Linked DNA regions of Mus musculus: regions 1, 2, 3 and 5 are each linked to region 4. Evidence: chromatin contacts called from public HiChIP or PLAC-seq and promoter capture Hi-C data. All regions are on one chromosome and are shown on one strand. Each heading gives the region's core, a stretch centred on a gene start, on an enhancer-like site or on the middle of the called end of the contact. The rest is flanking DNA. Distances are from core to core; before and after follow the strand shown. Region 1 holds the start of Scg2 (secretogranin II). Region 2 holds the start of Fam124b (family with sequence similarity 124, member B). Region 3 has its middle 15 kb from the start of Gm23934. Region 4 holds the start of Serpine2 (serine (or cysteine) peptidase inhibitor, clade E, member 2). Region 5 has its middle 36 kb from the start of 2310015K22Rik.

What was found. Promoter capture Hi-C pulls out the DNA fragments that hold promoters and counts their contacts. HiChIP or PLAC-seq counts read pairs in DNA pulled down with a chosen protein or histone mark. Capture Hi-C pulls out chosen DNA fragments and counts their contacts.
Region 1: a contact with region 4 is called in a promoter capture Hi-C map of stem cell-derived epiblast-like cells, with 4 times the contacts expected there. The contact joins the promoter of Scg2 here to the promoter of Serpine2 in region 4. A contact is called at or near these places in 4 of 39 promoter capture datasets (the C10 cell line, embryonic stem cells, pre-B cells and 1 more) and 1 of 9 other capture datasets (adipose tissue).
Region 2: a promoter capture Hi-C map of adipose tissue shows a contact between it and region 4. The contact joins the promoter of Fam124b here to the promoter of Serpine2 in region 4. A contact is called at or near these places in 1 of 39 promoter capture datasets (stem cell-derived epiblast-like cells), 2 of 115 datasets of contacts at active chromatin or transcription factors (embryonic stem cells and stem cell-derived neural progenitor cells) and 1 of 9 other capture datasets (adipose tissue).
Region 3: a promoter capture Hi-C map of stem cell-derived epiblast-like cells shows a contact between it and region 4, with 2.7 times the contacts expected there. The contact joins the enhancer-like site here to the promoter of Serpine2 in region 4. A contact is called at or near these places in 2 of 39 promoter capture datasets (neural stem cells and stem cell-derived epiblast-like cells), 1 of 484 Hi-C or Micro-C datasets (nephron progenitors) and 8 of 115 datasets of contacts at active chromatin or transcription factors (bone marrow-derived macrophages, embryonic forebrain, embryonic stem cells and 2 more).
Region 5: an H3K4me3 HiChIP or PLAC-seq map of neural progenitor cells shows a contact between it and region 4, with 35 read pairs. The contact joins the enhancer-like site here to the promoter of Serpine2 in region 4. A contact is called at or near these places in 4 of 39 promoter capture datasets (the 3T3-L1 cell line, embryonic stem cells, frontonasal cranial neural crest and 1 more), 8 of 484 Hi-C or Micro-C datasets (the HL-1 cell line, embryonic stem cells, gonadal supporting cells and 4 more), 13 of 115 datasets of contacts at active chromatin or transcription factors (astrocytes, embryonic forebrain, embryonic limb bud and 5 more) and 1 of 9 other capture datasets (embryonic stem cells).

What each region holds. Positions count from the first base shown.
Region 1 is chr1:79,438,592-79,441,291 of GRCm38.p6, forward strand. Scg2 (secretogranin II) reads right to left here and starts at 1,435. Exons shown (of 2, transcript NM_009129.3): 1 at 1,365-1,435.
Region 2 is chr1:80,212,511-80,215,210 of GRCm38.p6, forward strand. It overlaps Fam124b (family with sequence similarity 124, member B), which reads right to left and starts at 1,434. Exons shown (of 2, transcript NM_173425.3): 1 at 423-1,434. The coding sequence starts at 1,154. All of the region lies in intron 1 of 2310015K22Rik (a long non-coding RNA gene), which reads left to right. The region is part of intron 2 of LOC108167342 (a long non-coding RNA gene); the gene reads right to left.
Region 3 is chr1:80,149,100-80,151,799 of GRCm38.p6, forward strand. No RefSeq gene overlaps it. Among named protein-coding and RNA genes, the nearest start is that of Gm23934, 15 kb to the left of the region's middle. Within about 2 kb of position 1,447, at least 5 of the 459 cell types and tissues checked have an H3K27ac peak or open chromatin away from gene starts, as enhancers often do. A contact at or near this core is called in stem cell-derived epiblast-like cells, where this site is marked.
Region 4 is chr1:79,857,258-79,859,957 of GRCm38.p6, forward strand. It overlaps Serpine2 (serine (or cysteine) peptidase inhibitor, clade E, member 2), which reads right to left and starts at 1,408. Exons shown (of 9, transcript NM_009255.4): 1 at 1,254-1,408.
Region 5 is chr1:80,170,585-80,173,284 of GRCm38.p6, forward strand. No RefSeq gene overlaps it. Among named protein-coding and RNA genes, the nearest start is that of 2310015K22Rik, 36 kb to the right of the region's middle. Within about 2 kb of position 1,362, at least 13 of the 459 cell types and tissues checked have an H3K27ac peak or open chromatin away from gene starts, as enhancers often do. A contact at or near this core is called in the HL-1 cell line, where this site is marked.

The DNA of each region.
Region 1 (2,700 bases), core at 185-2,684, 420 kb before region 4:
ATATTACTTCAGGATTGATTTAGCTTTGGCAATCAGCTTTCACTACTGTCATGTTAAATGTTATCTTGAAAGCCATATTGAGTGCATTTGCTTTAAGATCATTATCTTGACATACTCTTAACACATCTTAGCATATGGATTACGTGATTATCTGAGAACCCACTACTTTGAAGGGAGGTTTTTCTGTAGAATTAGAGAAAGAATGCACATTGCAGTTTGAACCACAGCCTAACATGCATGGCCGACTCGTCGCTGACTCTGGTTTACTTTAGATGACACCGTTATTGCTTCTAACACTCAAAGGACTTCATTTCTCTAGGAGCTGCTCTTGCAAGCAGTGAAGATGGCTTTAATAGTTCTAACACCTTACACAGTGTTTGATTTAAAATTTAATTTTCTGAAGTCTAAATGGTAGGAACATTGTGTCTCCTCAGACAGCTATTATTGATGCCCCTTACAGTAAAAAACATCTTTCCTATGAAATCAGCTGGAACATTGACACTGAACCATCAACACATGTGAGTAAATCTGATTCAAACAACCCACCTAGTTAGGATAAACAAAAATAAATTTGCTTCAATCAACCTCTTCAGCAAGTAACATATCAGCTTTTCCAACCAACGCATAAAAATTACAATCACAGTCCATACCGATCTATATATTTTCTTCCCTGGATTCAAAGTTATCATTTCTCTGTGATTCCTAGTAACATGAACCTTTCCCACAAAGTGATAGTTCATCTTTGAAAAGGGGAAAATGTCAATGTTCAAAATTATTCTAAGCTGCTTTCTCAAGACTAAAATTAGCACATAATAACATAAGCCCTTCTGGAATATACCAGTTCATAAAATAATTAATAATTAATTCAGAGTTCCCTTAAGGTGAATATCAAAGAAAGAAAACAAATCTAAATTTTTTGCCTCTGTGACTCATATGATTGATGACATTTGAATCCTTTTAAACTGTCTGTTAAGATTATTAAGCATATAAAATTATATTTTTGGTTCTATATCTGACTCTTGGGAGAAAAAGAACACATTAGAGAAAGAATCAAAACATAAGGTTTGGTTAACTTTACATTAATCGGCATGTTGACGTTAAAATTCTCAACTTTTCTGCTCTCCTTGCATACAGTTTTACTCAGTAACATTATAGTTAATGCATATTCTCTGACAAGTCCTGTAAATCACAGAGCCCCTCATTTCGGCACACACGTATAGAGTATCCTTGCCTAAAAAGCAGCAGGTTGTCCGGTTATTCTATCAATATAAGCTTGCCAACGGTCTTTTTCCTCTCATCTGGGAAAACAGGGAGGGACACTCAAATGAGAACTTTCCAGTAAATAGAAGAGAAAGCAGTCTTACCTCTGTCTTATATTATGTGGAAGGCTCCAAGCATGCTCCTCTCTGCCGCTGAGTGAGGGCTCGGGCCGTTTCAGCACCGGACAGCTCCTCGGCTTATAGAGAGCCTGGGCGCCTGACTCCGCATTCCACGCTGACGTCACCGGCTCAGCCTCAAACCCCAGCGCAGGCGAGCTTTTTCAAAGAATCCGAGAGAAAACAATCACTTTAGATATTTTTTTAAAGCGTTGCATGCTTACGCCACCTGTCTTATGTAGCAAAAACTACAGCTTCTTCCCCCTTCTTTTATCTCTGAGGCTCGAAATAAAATGTTCAGCACAAATTCCCTTAGAAAGGAAGAAATCTGTCAGATAGACATGACTAATTGCAAGGACATCTCTGCGTTTTCACGCCTTGTTTAGAAAGGTTTCTTGGGCTTGCTGCCATGTCATAAGAATTTTACAGATAATGACTATCTTTTTATTTGTGCCTATAAAGAAATACGTTCTCATTTCCTGGTGCAGCCACAATTGAACAGAACATTGCAAATATGATAGATCGTATTTCATATCATGACTCCAGGCAGAACTGTTTTAAAACTGTTTAGTTTGAGCAAAAAAGGTGAGATGCTTAATTTTTTTTTTAATGAGAATCAACTCCAATTCTTTCAGCACAGTGTTCAAAATGAGAGTTCACAGACGCTCAAGTTGTTGATACTTCTATATGAGGCCATTCAAATCTTCAGCAAAATCAGGTGTTGCAAGAGATAGCTAAGAAACTGTGCTCCAAAAAACATACTGCCTACCAGGAAGGGAGGGATTACTGCTAGAAGAGAGAGAGTGGGGGTGGAAGGGGGAGAGAGAGGGAGAGAGATTGAGAGATTTTCATATGCCTAGAGCCCTCTTGGCATCAAGAGAACATAGTACCACAGAAATACTTCTAGGTTTTGGTTGAGTAAGTTGAGGTGACTAACTTCAATGAATGAGAACCATCCAAGGAACAATGTCAGAGTTAACCCACCGCTTCTTGGATTTATAATTCATAACCATGGCTGTACTTTGCCGTGGAACTTGATTAGGTACCTTAATAATTTATACAGGTCTAAATTTTTAACTTTATTTTATTAAAGATGTGAGTCCTCTAACCCTGTATATACTGAAATATATTTCTGAGAACTGAGAGAATCTTGTTGTATGAGGTCCTCTAAAAGTCTCTGCTGACTGAACAATCACATTCCAATTTTATCTACCCACCAACTGAGTTATGATGCTTATGAGGTGCCAGATAGTTTGTGAACTACTGGGAAAAGAAAAAAATGAATATAGTTTTCTGGCTTTAAGAAGGCTTTAATCAATGGGGA
Region 2 (2,700 bases), core at 184-2,683, 360 kb after region 4:
CAGATGGTAAAGCTGGGACCCTGAGGCCAGCTAGGGGGTGGGGGGTGGGGGTGGGGTAGGGGGTGACTCCCAGAGATTTGACTCGGTCTTGACAAACTTGCCTGGCTGTCCTGCAGGAGAAGCTGGGGCTGAGACAATGGATGGATTATGGTTGGGACCACACCCTGACCAGGACTGCTTAGGCATATTTCTTGCCCTCTATTTAAACTTAAACTTCATGGGGGAGGGGAGTGGCGACAGGAGGGTGATTTCACTTGTTCAATGTAGCCACTTTGAATTCTTTCTCTGTCTTCCTCTACTATTCGTCATTTTAATTGGCCTGCTGTAGATGGACGGCCAAGTCTAGCTTGTTTGAGCTCCCAGGATCCTGGATCTGACCCTACTAAACCTGGTACACCCCAGAAATGAACGAAATGAAATACCTGCAGCAGAATCTTATTGCCATCATAGTCCTGAGTCTGCCACCTCGCGCTGCTGATGGGAACACACGGATTGGGTAGAAGAGGCACCAGCTGCCCAATCTCTTGAACCCTGAACTGCAGCACAGAAGACTCCTTGGGGTCTACTGACATTCCCAGGGGCAGCTGCTTCAGAGAGAGCTGCAGGCTGAAGCCCTCGGTGGCATAGAGGACAAAGAAACAGAAGTCGCTCTTTTGCACAGTGGCGTCTCTCTGTAGAAGCATCTCATAGAGTCTGATGGCATCTTCATAGTTATCAAAACTGCAGTACAGAGTCACCCTGAGGATATCAGTGCCACAATTCACTGGCCTCATGCCCCACACTGGCATCTGGTTGTGCAGACTGTAGAATTCCTGATTGGCAGGGAGATAAGAACAAGACCTCCCCTGTGCATGCTGGGTAGGGAAACCCTGCCAGGGTGAACGCCGTAGGAAGTCCAAGACTCGAAACAACCGTTCTTGTCCCAGGCTTTCCTGAAGGAAGAGCAAAACAGACATTCCTGGGAAGCGGGCCCTCCGCGGGTGGTACTTTTCATGGTAGTTCACTGGCCTGGCACGTTCAGACACCAGGAAGAGACGCACCTCTGGGCAGATACATTCTAGTAGTTGGTCCAGAGCCTGCTGCAGAAGCAAACCGTTCCCAGTGTCGGCAAGAAGATGCACAGTCAAGGCTAGAGGTTCCTGTATCTCATCCATGGCAGGCTATGTGAAGATTATGATGAAGGCCACCCGACAGGGCCCACAGCTCAGCCTTTTAGGAAGAACCAAGGCCTCACGCAGAGCCCTCAGCCTCTATAAAATCTTTAGCAACTTCTGAACCAAGTTCTTCACCAGATCACACATGCTCCTGGCTTCCTCCAGTGCTCCAGCGGGGAATGTCACTCAAGTGTGGAGTCGGCTACACACAACAGAGTCGCTCTATGTCATCCGGTCTGAGCAGATGTAACTATTTGCTTGGCTTTCTCGGGCATTCCCCAGGGTTTTGGTTTGACCTAAAAACCTATAATGCTGAGACCCACGCCCAGTGGGTGGTTCTTACATTCAACTCAATAGAGGAAATGATCGGCCGAAAGGAACAGGAGGCGGCTCTGTTGTGCTGATAGCAATCTGTGGCTCTGTTACACTGACTAGACATCCATTTGGTGGACCACAATGGGCTCTGACTTCCTACTTAAATATCCTGATGTTTACAGTGGCCTGCCAGGCCACCTGAATAGAATGTGTTCTTTAAAACAACTCCCCAGTCTTATCTGCATGCCAGCTACTTGCTTCTGATAATTTTATACTAAGTCACAAAGAAGAGATATTTTGTCTAAATAGTGTTGGCCTCACTGAAAAAAATGCCTGGTTGAATTTAGAGTAAACTGCCATTAAACATCCTATGAATTGATTTAATTAGCCAACAAGCCTACAAAGAAGAGGGTAATTATTCCCCAGTTGCTGACAAGAAACTGAGGCATAGAAAGAAAAAAAAAAAAATTAAGTAACTTTGCCAAACTCACACAGTGAAGTGGCTGAGGTCTTTGAACCCAAGATATCCAATGCTACCTCTCTGGAGCTGAGAAGGCCAGCCACGATTTCTTTTCTCTTATGATGAGGAAAAGCTGCCATGTCAACTTCCTGTTGACACACTCACCTGTGGATACAGGCTGTAGAACCTTAAATAGAAGGATACCCCACCGTTGATGTAATCACCTAATCTGTTCCTAAATTCTTTAATAGTCAAGCCTAGTTGCAAATACCTATAATCCCAGGATTCAGGAGGCTGAGACAGGGGGATCATTGTGAGTTCAAGGCTGGTTGGGCCCTGTAGAAGGCACTCTAGGCTATATATCAAATCTCTATTGCCACAAACAACAAAGAAAAAAATGCTATTCTGATAGTTGTGCTGTTGCTGGGCCCGGATATGCATCGATTTCTAAATGTGAGTTTGATTTAAAAGAAGCTATGAATGCTACAGAATATGTTGTGACTTTCTAATTAGTTCAAAACCAACTTCCTCTAACTTTAATACACATGAGAAAGTTATGATCTCGTGCTTTGATAATGGGCTGAGTACTCTAATTCTAAAGAGAGACGTCTTTGCCCCTCCATAGCTAAGAATGGAGCAGGGGAGGCAGTCCCAGGAAAGGAGCAGTAAGGAGTCTTCCAGCTGAGTCTGCAAATCTGCTGGCTACATCCATAGGTCTCTATACATTGTAAAACTCTCACAGGCACATGGGAGAAAAAAATAGACCCTTTC
Region 3 (2,700 bases), core at 197-2,696, 290 kb after region 4:
TGAGAGTGCAAAGTCCAGAAGATTTGTCCCTGGGAAGATAGTCTTCACAGTATGGAAGGACTCACAGCCAAATAGACAAGACTGCAGGGGAGATAGAGGACAGGCTGTGTTAGATTCCTAATCTTTAGAACTCTTCAACTCAGCACATACCTGGTTCAGGGTCAGAGTAGAATTGAAGAGTGTGAATTGCAATAGGGTTACTGCTATGTTGCAGGTGGAGTGGACTGTATTTGAAGCTGGCACTGATTCAGTCATCACACTTCTGTGGTTTGAAAGCCTGCTGGGCAGTGAATGACCTTGGGCAAGTCATTTCATCTCCTCTATCCCCAAGTTTATGCATCAGGAAACTGTTACTAACAACCATATCTGCCATGCAGAGTTGCTATAAATATTAGAGTTCATATATGCAAGGAAGCAAAGAACCAGCACACAGTAAATCTTTATATTGGTGTTCACCACTATTTTAATTATAGACACGCATAGTGCTTACGTCAGAAGTTTCAGACATGTTCTGGCACTAAATCTAGGCCCATTAATATATGTATCTGAACATCAAACTTTCTCTGGAGAACAATAGAAGAGTGGCTGGAAATATCCTCTCCTCAAGGAGCCCTGCCCATCCGGGTATTTGATTTTCATTAATATGCAACAGTAAAATGTTTGTTACTGCTGTTCTTCCCACGGAAGGTCAGATACCCCCAGGAGCTGGGGGTGGGGATGATCGTAGAAGTGCTCTCAGCAAAGTAGCTTGCCCAGAGTCCTAGTTTTTCCCTTCTGAAGCTCAGGATTACATAAATACTTGAAGACAGATGTCAGCCTGAGGTTTCTGATTATTTTTTAATCATCTGATCTGGAAACTCTTCCTTTTAGAAGTAAAATAGTTCTTCTGCCCTAGTGGTAATGTGAGGGGATAACATGCCCTAGGTCTGGAGTTTTATCCCTGGCATGGAATTGATTCAGGCATTCTGGAAAGCTGAAGACAAAATTCTCAGTGATTCTTTTTTCATAATACTGCTAAGAATATCACTGTAGGCCTATTGTCAGATTTTTAACTGTTAAATATAGAATGAGTAAATATTTCCTCCTTCCTTCCATGCTCAGTAAAGTATCTATGGTCAAGAATGCTGTTTAGTGTTATGATTCTTATAAGACATGTTCTAAGGGTGGTGAGAATGTTCTGGATCTTGATTCTGATACATATGTAGGATTTTCGTACCAAGAATGGCTAATTTTATTGAATATAAATTATACCATAGTAAAGTTTTTTTTTTAACTCTCACAGAGCAGAATTCTTAAAGGTAGCCATTTGGCTGAATATAAATTACAGCTCAATAAAGTGAGCACACGATAAATCACCAGAAAACACTCTGGGTTCTAGAGTCTGGAAGTGTAAGGGTTGGGGTGGGGGGAGCCACACTGTCAAGAACATCGCAGCAGCAGGCACGCCGGCCTGCTCTCATCTCAGCAGACTCTCTAACCCAGAGCTCCGAAATCTCTCCGCCCATCTCACTAAGTTCCCATGGTGGGTCATTGCTGTGCCAGCCCCATGCTTCCAAATTTCCATGGGGGTCTCTTGTTAGCTACATTTTGTCCTCCAAGCTCTTCCTGTCCAAAAGCAAGACACTTTTTCCTGCCTCACCTCTTCCCCTCTCTGACCAGGGAGCCTACTTCTCCCCAGTGATTGGTTCCTAGAAATCTTTATTCATTAGGGGAAGGTTCACAGGAAGTCACCTGAGTATGTGATTCACTACTCATCCCAGGCAGCCCCTCTTGATTAGCATCAAAATACAAACAGCACCAGGACTATCAACAACATAGAAGAATGTTGAAAGGGAGTGAAAAAGTCAAACAGGTCTGAAGCTGACAGAAAGTTAACAAGGCTGGGGAGATGGCTGTCAGCAAAGTGCTTATCCTGTAAGCACTTGGACATAAGTTCAATCCCCAGAACTCATGAGAAACCAAGCACAGCATTGGTAATCCCAGTGCTGTGGACACAACGTCTGCAGATCCCTGGGGCTTGCTGGCCAAGCAGCCTAGCTTACTTGGTGAGTTCTAAATGGATTCCTCTTCTCTTGTTATCTCTGTCTCTCTATCTCCCTCCCCCCTACACACACATACACACACACACACACACACACACACACACACACACAAACACATATACATAAAACATATATTAGAAAGCCATCAAGTGATCCCATAAAATAGACCCTATCACCTAGGCTAGATCCGTGGTAAGGAGGCTTTAGCCACACAGCACAGTGAGACCTGTGACATACAGTCTCTACTCTTCCTAATCTATGATACAGTCCTTCCCTGCCCCTCTCCTCAGCATATGAACAGTTTCTATTCCTTTGGGGCGAGTGGCATCATTCCTGGGAAAAGCGCGTCTGCACCTTTCTCCCTCTTGCAGTGTGAGGGAAGTGTTCCCTTCTAAGGAGCTGCACAAAGCAGTAGCTAAGCTGTTCCCCCCAACCTCTCCCACTAAAGAACTACTCTGTTCACAACTTGGCTTCCCCTCTGTGAAAAACAACAACAATATCAACAACAAAATACCCAGCAGATAAAATTTGGGTGATTTACCACAGAGTTTTGAAAATCTAGAAGAGATTTAATTTTCCTTTTAATAACGTATGAAGTGAGTATGAGCATGATCCCAGAAAGGTGCAGTGTGGACAGGAACATCACAAGCCTTGGTTC
Region 4 (2,700 bases), core at 158-2,657:
TCCTTTAGAGATTCGGCAATTTCTGTCTTACTGTGCTAATTTGTCAAGTTCATGGGAGAAAATTTCTGCCTAGATTCTTTCAAAGAAGAAGGAACGATGACATCGGCTCATGACCTTCAGGAGTCACCCTTAGCTGAACAAAAATTTCAAACACTACTCTGAAAAAAACAGCTAAAACTCCATTGTTGACGGTTCCATTATCTGTGGCGAAGCTCTTGAGATTTTTTTTTTTTTTTTTTTTTTTTTTGCTTAAATGTTGCCAACAGGGTATAATTATTGTTTTAGAACCACAGAAAGTGTTCAAAGCACCTTCAATTTTTAAGTGTGCTTCAGATACACAAATCGGTAATGCTGACATTTCTCCCATTATCTGTATTCCCATTCAGATACAAAATCTCCAAAGTACAAGATGATCAGATCAATTGTTCTAGAACAGTTCAGAAAAGTAAACTGCCTCCTGGCTTGAAAGAGAAAAGTTAAACCTTCAAACACCTTTTTATGTTCATGCTAAATATAAGAACGTTCCCAGCAAAGTAGTCAAAGCAAGATCCAGCGGCGTTTGGAGATTTCTCTGGAGAGACACGCGGAGATTCTGTTTTGTTCATTAAAACACTAAAAATCCTCAACAGCACCTTCCCTAATACCTGAAGGTGGAGTGCTGTCTTATGTAATAGCAGCTTTCCCTCTCTGCTCATCGTGGGGGCAAATTAAATACCTAATTCCTCCGAGGATTTCTGAGTACTTTCACCTTACCTGGAGTCACTCACCGGCCTCGCAATTCCCTGGTCCACAGATGATGAAAATAAATAAGAAATCGCAAAGAGCTGCTACTGTATCCTAGGGACAAGCCTGTTGCAAAGGCCAGTGTGAACTGAAGTCCTTCCCCAAACCGCTGCCCACCTCCACACTGCACAGGCAAAGGTTACAAGTGAGAGCCGGTCGCCCGGGACAGGGACCCGCGCACGGGAAAAGTGTGGGGTCGGTGCTACCCGTGAGTGCCCAGTCGCCTCGGGTTCAGGGTCACGGTTTGCAGTCCTGCTGGACCCACCCCGAGCTCGGCGAGCGTTCCGTCAGCCTCCGGCACACCTGGACGCCCAAACCCTCGGGGACAGGGACGCGGGAGCCAGGAGCGCTCGCAGCGGGGCCCGAGGCGGTTCGAGAAAGTTCCCGCCCCAGCAACCGGTCGCGGTGCTGCCCCGGGGACAGTCCCCGGCTCCCCTCCGAGCAGCGGGAACCCCGCAGCTGCTACTCACCCGTCCTCGCTTGGATCCCCAGGTGGCGGCCGAAACCGGGAGGGAGATCGGCGCTGCGCGGCGGTGGGGGACAGGCGGCGGTGACGGTGACGCGTGCAGCCCGCACTCCCGTGCAACCACTGCACTAGCCGGCCGGGCCGCGCGGGGGCTTTATCGCCGCCGCCGCCCCCGCCCCTTCCTGCCTCCCCCGCCCCCCGGCCCGCCCCGCCCCGCCTTCCCGCCGCCGCCTTTGTGTGGCAGCCGGCCGCAACGTCTCTGCACCGCAGGGGACTTTAGGACGCCCCCCTGCCCGACCCGCGGTCGCCAGATGCCGCCCTCTCGCGGGGGTTGGGGGGTTCGGGTCCCCAGAAAGCTCCGGCCAGACGCGCCGGGCTCGAGGTGCGGCGCCAACCCCCGGTCGAGCTGCACGTGGATCGTCCGGATGAGCCTGTGGGGAGTGGAGAGGAGTGGGCGACACAGAAGCCAGTGGTGTGCCCCTGAGACGCAAGACGCGTCGTCTGGGGGTGTTGGGGGGGGGGTGACAGTGTGCAATCCTGCAGGTGATGGAAATAACGGAGCTAGGACGTGGAGGTCTAGAACAGGTCCTCCAGGTGCCCCAGAGTCAACTTATCCCTGCTTAGTGGATGAGCTGGCTGTGGGATTCCTAGGCACATGACAAGCAAGGACATGCAGAAAACTGACCCCTTGCTTGTGGTGATAGCATGAAGTACTCTCAGAGCTCCGAAGATCCAGGTGTTTTGAACCTACACCTTCAGCCCCTGAGACCTTATCAGACCCAAGGCCAGCAACAGATGGCTGTTATGTCCCATGGTCTGTTACCTGAGTGTCCCTTTCTGCATTCTTCAGTCCTCTGCTCAGGTTAGGTTTGTAGGGACTTTCATGGTAGTCTCTGTTGCCTTTGGTGCAACGCCCTCCCTATCAGGCCCCATGTTTGGCCCCAATGAAGAAAAAACAGCCGTAAATCTCTTTAGGGCTGTGAAATAAACTGCACCTAGTGCTAGAGCAACTCAGATCTCTGAGCAACCACACTGACACAGCTGTGTCCATGACAGACACTCCCCCACCCGTGTGTGTGAGTGTGTGTGTGTGTGTGTGTGTGTGACTTGAAAAACTGAGAGCAGCTTTCCAGATGAAGGCATTAGGGACTGAGGGTGTGGCTAGGTGGTAGGGTGCTTGCCTCAGATGCACAAGGCACTGGATTAGGGTGCAGTGCTACAGATAGGAGGGGAAGCAGATAAGAAACTACTAGAGCAGTGGTTCTCAACCTTCCTAATGGTGCAGCCCTTTAATAGGTATGGTTCCTCATGTTGTGGTGCGCCCCCCCCCCCCCATAGCACTATTATTTTCCTTCTTACTTCATAACTGTGACTTTGCTACTGTTATGAGTTGTCATATAAATATCAGTGTTTCCGGATGATCTCTGTGAAAAGGTCATTTGACCCCTCAA
Region 5 (2,700 bases), core at 112-2,611, 310 kb after region 4:
AGGTTAAGGCTTGTCTTTCCCACCTCAGATGATCCAGATTTGAGGAGTTTCTTCCAGCCTCAAGTTGTCTGGATGTAAGGTGGGTCTTCTTACCTCAAATGGTCCAATTAACTAAGAATCCCCCACAGCTGTGCCCAGGGACTTGAACGCCAGATGTAGTCAAGTGGACAATCAAGAACAGCCATCAGGGTCTATGAGTGTGTACAAAGAGACATCAAAGCACAGCTTACAGGGTCTGATATTCTTTCTCTTTCTACCAGGTAGGTCCTGGCAATCAAAGTGTTTCCCAGCTTAACAGGAAGTAGTACCTCTATCCTCTGAGCCATCTTGCCAGCCTGACTTTTTTTTTTAAGTGGCATGTAGGAGAGATGAAATGTACAGTTCTGATCCACACACCTAAGACTGAGATTTTTCTGGCCTAAGGATAATGTGTAGCCTTTGGAAAAGGAAAAATTATAATCATCAAAAGTATAGGGATCAATTTTCCAAAATCAGGCATCAAAAAGAAATGGTTTTATGTCTTTTTTGGTCACTTTTTCTAGAACTTCAACCAGAATGGCTACATAAAACTATTAATAATAGTAGCTACCCAATGTGTGCTCAAGGACAGACATAGGTTGACTGGTCAAACTCAAAAAGTGAGTGTTAGCAAGAGAGACTGCTACTATTAGTGGCTCTATTAGCTCCAGGAAGGCCTGGTTTGGCACTAGCCCTGCTGGCCTGCCGAGGTTAACTGTGTGGCTATGGATGGATTGGTTCCTGCATGTCAGTGTTCTTACCTAAAGCCACAGGGATAAAAATGGTCTCTCCAGAGCAATGGTTCCCAACCTCTGAGTTGAGACTCCTTTGAGGGTTGGATAACCCTTTCACAGGGGTCACCTAAGACCCTCAGAGAGCAGTATTTATATAACAATTCACAAATATCAAAATTGTAGTTATGAAGTAGCAACAAAAATAATTTTATGGTTGGGGGTCACTATAACATGAGGAACTTTCTTAAAGGGTCTCAGCAAGGAAGAGTTGTGAACAACTGGCCCAGGGCTATTATATCAGGTAACTAACATACAACTGTCTATCAGTATGTCTGGCGTGCAGTCCAAACTTATGAAATCAGAGCTACCCTCATGATAGTGCAAACATTTAATTTACTAAGAAAATGTAGGGATGAAGTTACCACATGGATGTGAAATCCTGACTCTGATCAGATGACTCCTGTGTTGGTCATCAAACTGTAAGAACAATTGTGCCAACTTGGGAAAATTACCTCAGAAAAAAATTCCCCAATCCTTTTAGAGACCCAGTGTCCCAGGGACAAAGCAAGCAGTCACCTTCCCTTATCAGAAGGTTGAAGAGTGACTCAGGGCTGAAAGAAGCCAAGAAGCCCCTTCCTGCATGAATTACACAGAAGTCACAGCTGGCAAGATAGGGATCTCTCCTATCCATAAAATACATATTTAGTTAATTCTGTCACTTAAAACGATAGAAAAGCTTGTGCCAGGCATACAAACCAAGGGAAGAACATGCAAATTGCACAGTACTTGCCAGACCTATCTTTGAATGACACTGGTGTGTGTGTGTGTGTGTGTGTGTGTGTGTGTGTGTGTTGGGGGATGGGGGGATACCAAGCTACATCCAACAAGAAGGGAAGGGGGCTGTAACCTTTATCACAATTACCCAGGTGTATTTTGTTGGTAGTGAAAACAGATGAGGGCAGCTTCATGCCATCCCTGCACTTGGAAACATGAATGTGGGGGTTGGTTAGTTGGTTGATTGCTTGGTTGGTTTGTTGTTTTGTGTGAGGTTGTTGGGAGTGTAGCCTGCCCAGAATCAGTGGCAGGTTCTTTTGTTTGGTTGGGTTTTTTTGTTGTTGTTGTTGTTGTTAGGTTTTTCTGTTTTTTGTTTTTTTCTGTTAGCTATGTCTGATTATCACTGTGCCCTTGGCTCTGAGATAAACCCCAACCTGGGTGGTTATTCAAGGCGCAGAATAAAAAAGAATCTTATGGCTTTAAAGTAAAGAAAGAAAGAACAGATTCAGTCCATGGTGTTTTCATTTTCTAGAATGTGCTTTAAGTCAAAGATTATAGGAAGTGCTTGCATTCTGGCATATTATAGTAGTGCACATCACCTGTTTAAGTGGCCTTTAAGTACTCTGTCTAAACAGATGAGTGAACTGTGGGGTTTCGGTAGATTGCAGTAAAGGGTGTGGTTGTCAGTGAACTTGCAGCAGTACTCAGTTGTATCAGCAGTTCTCCGGAATGGTGACACATACCTAGGTAGCCAGTTTCTAAGGATCAGCCCTCTCGGAAAAGCCGATTCTTCAACCTTATTTCTCAGCCATTCCTAATTTTCCCCTTCTTTGTGAGAAAACACCACTTGCTGTTTTCTGCCCTTCCTCTGTCTCTGTCTTTATCCTTTTCTGGTTTTTCAAACCTCAAAAGCAGGAGTGGTATTTACTGTTCCAGATTAAGGGAAAAGGTCACAAGGAAGATTCTCTTATTGGGGGCCGGGGGTCTTCAAAATATTCAAATCTACTGTACTATGTATAGGAAGTCCACCTGAAGGGCCATGACATATACAGAAGGAACGTTTGTAAACAACCCAGGTTCATTTGTGAATCCTGCCTCCAGTAGATTCAGTGTCCTGGGAAGGTGACACACAAGCACCTACAAAAATCATTTCCTCCAGCCCTTTGAGAGCATC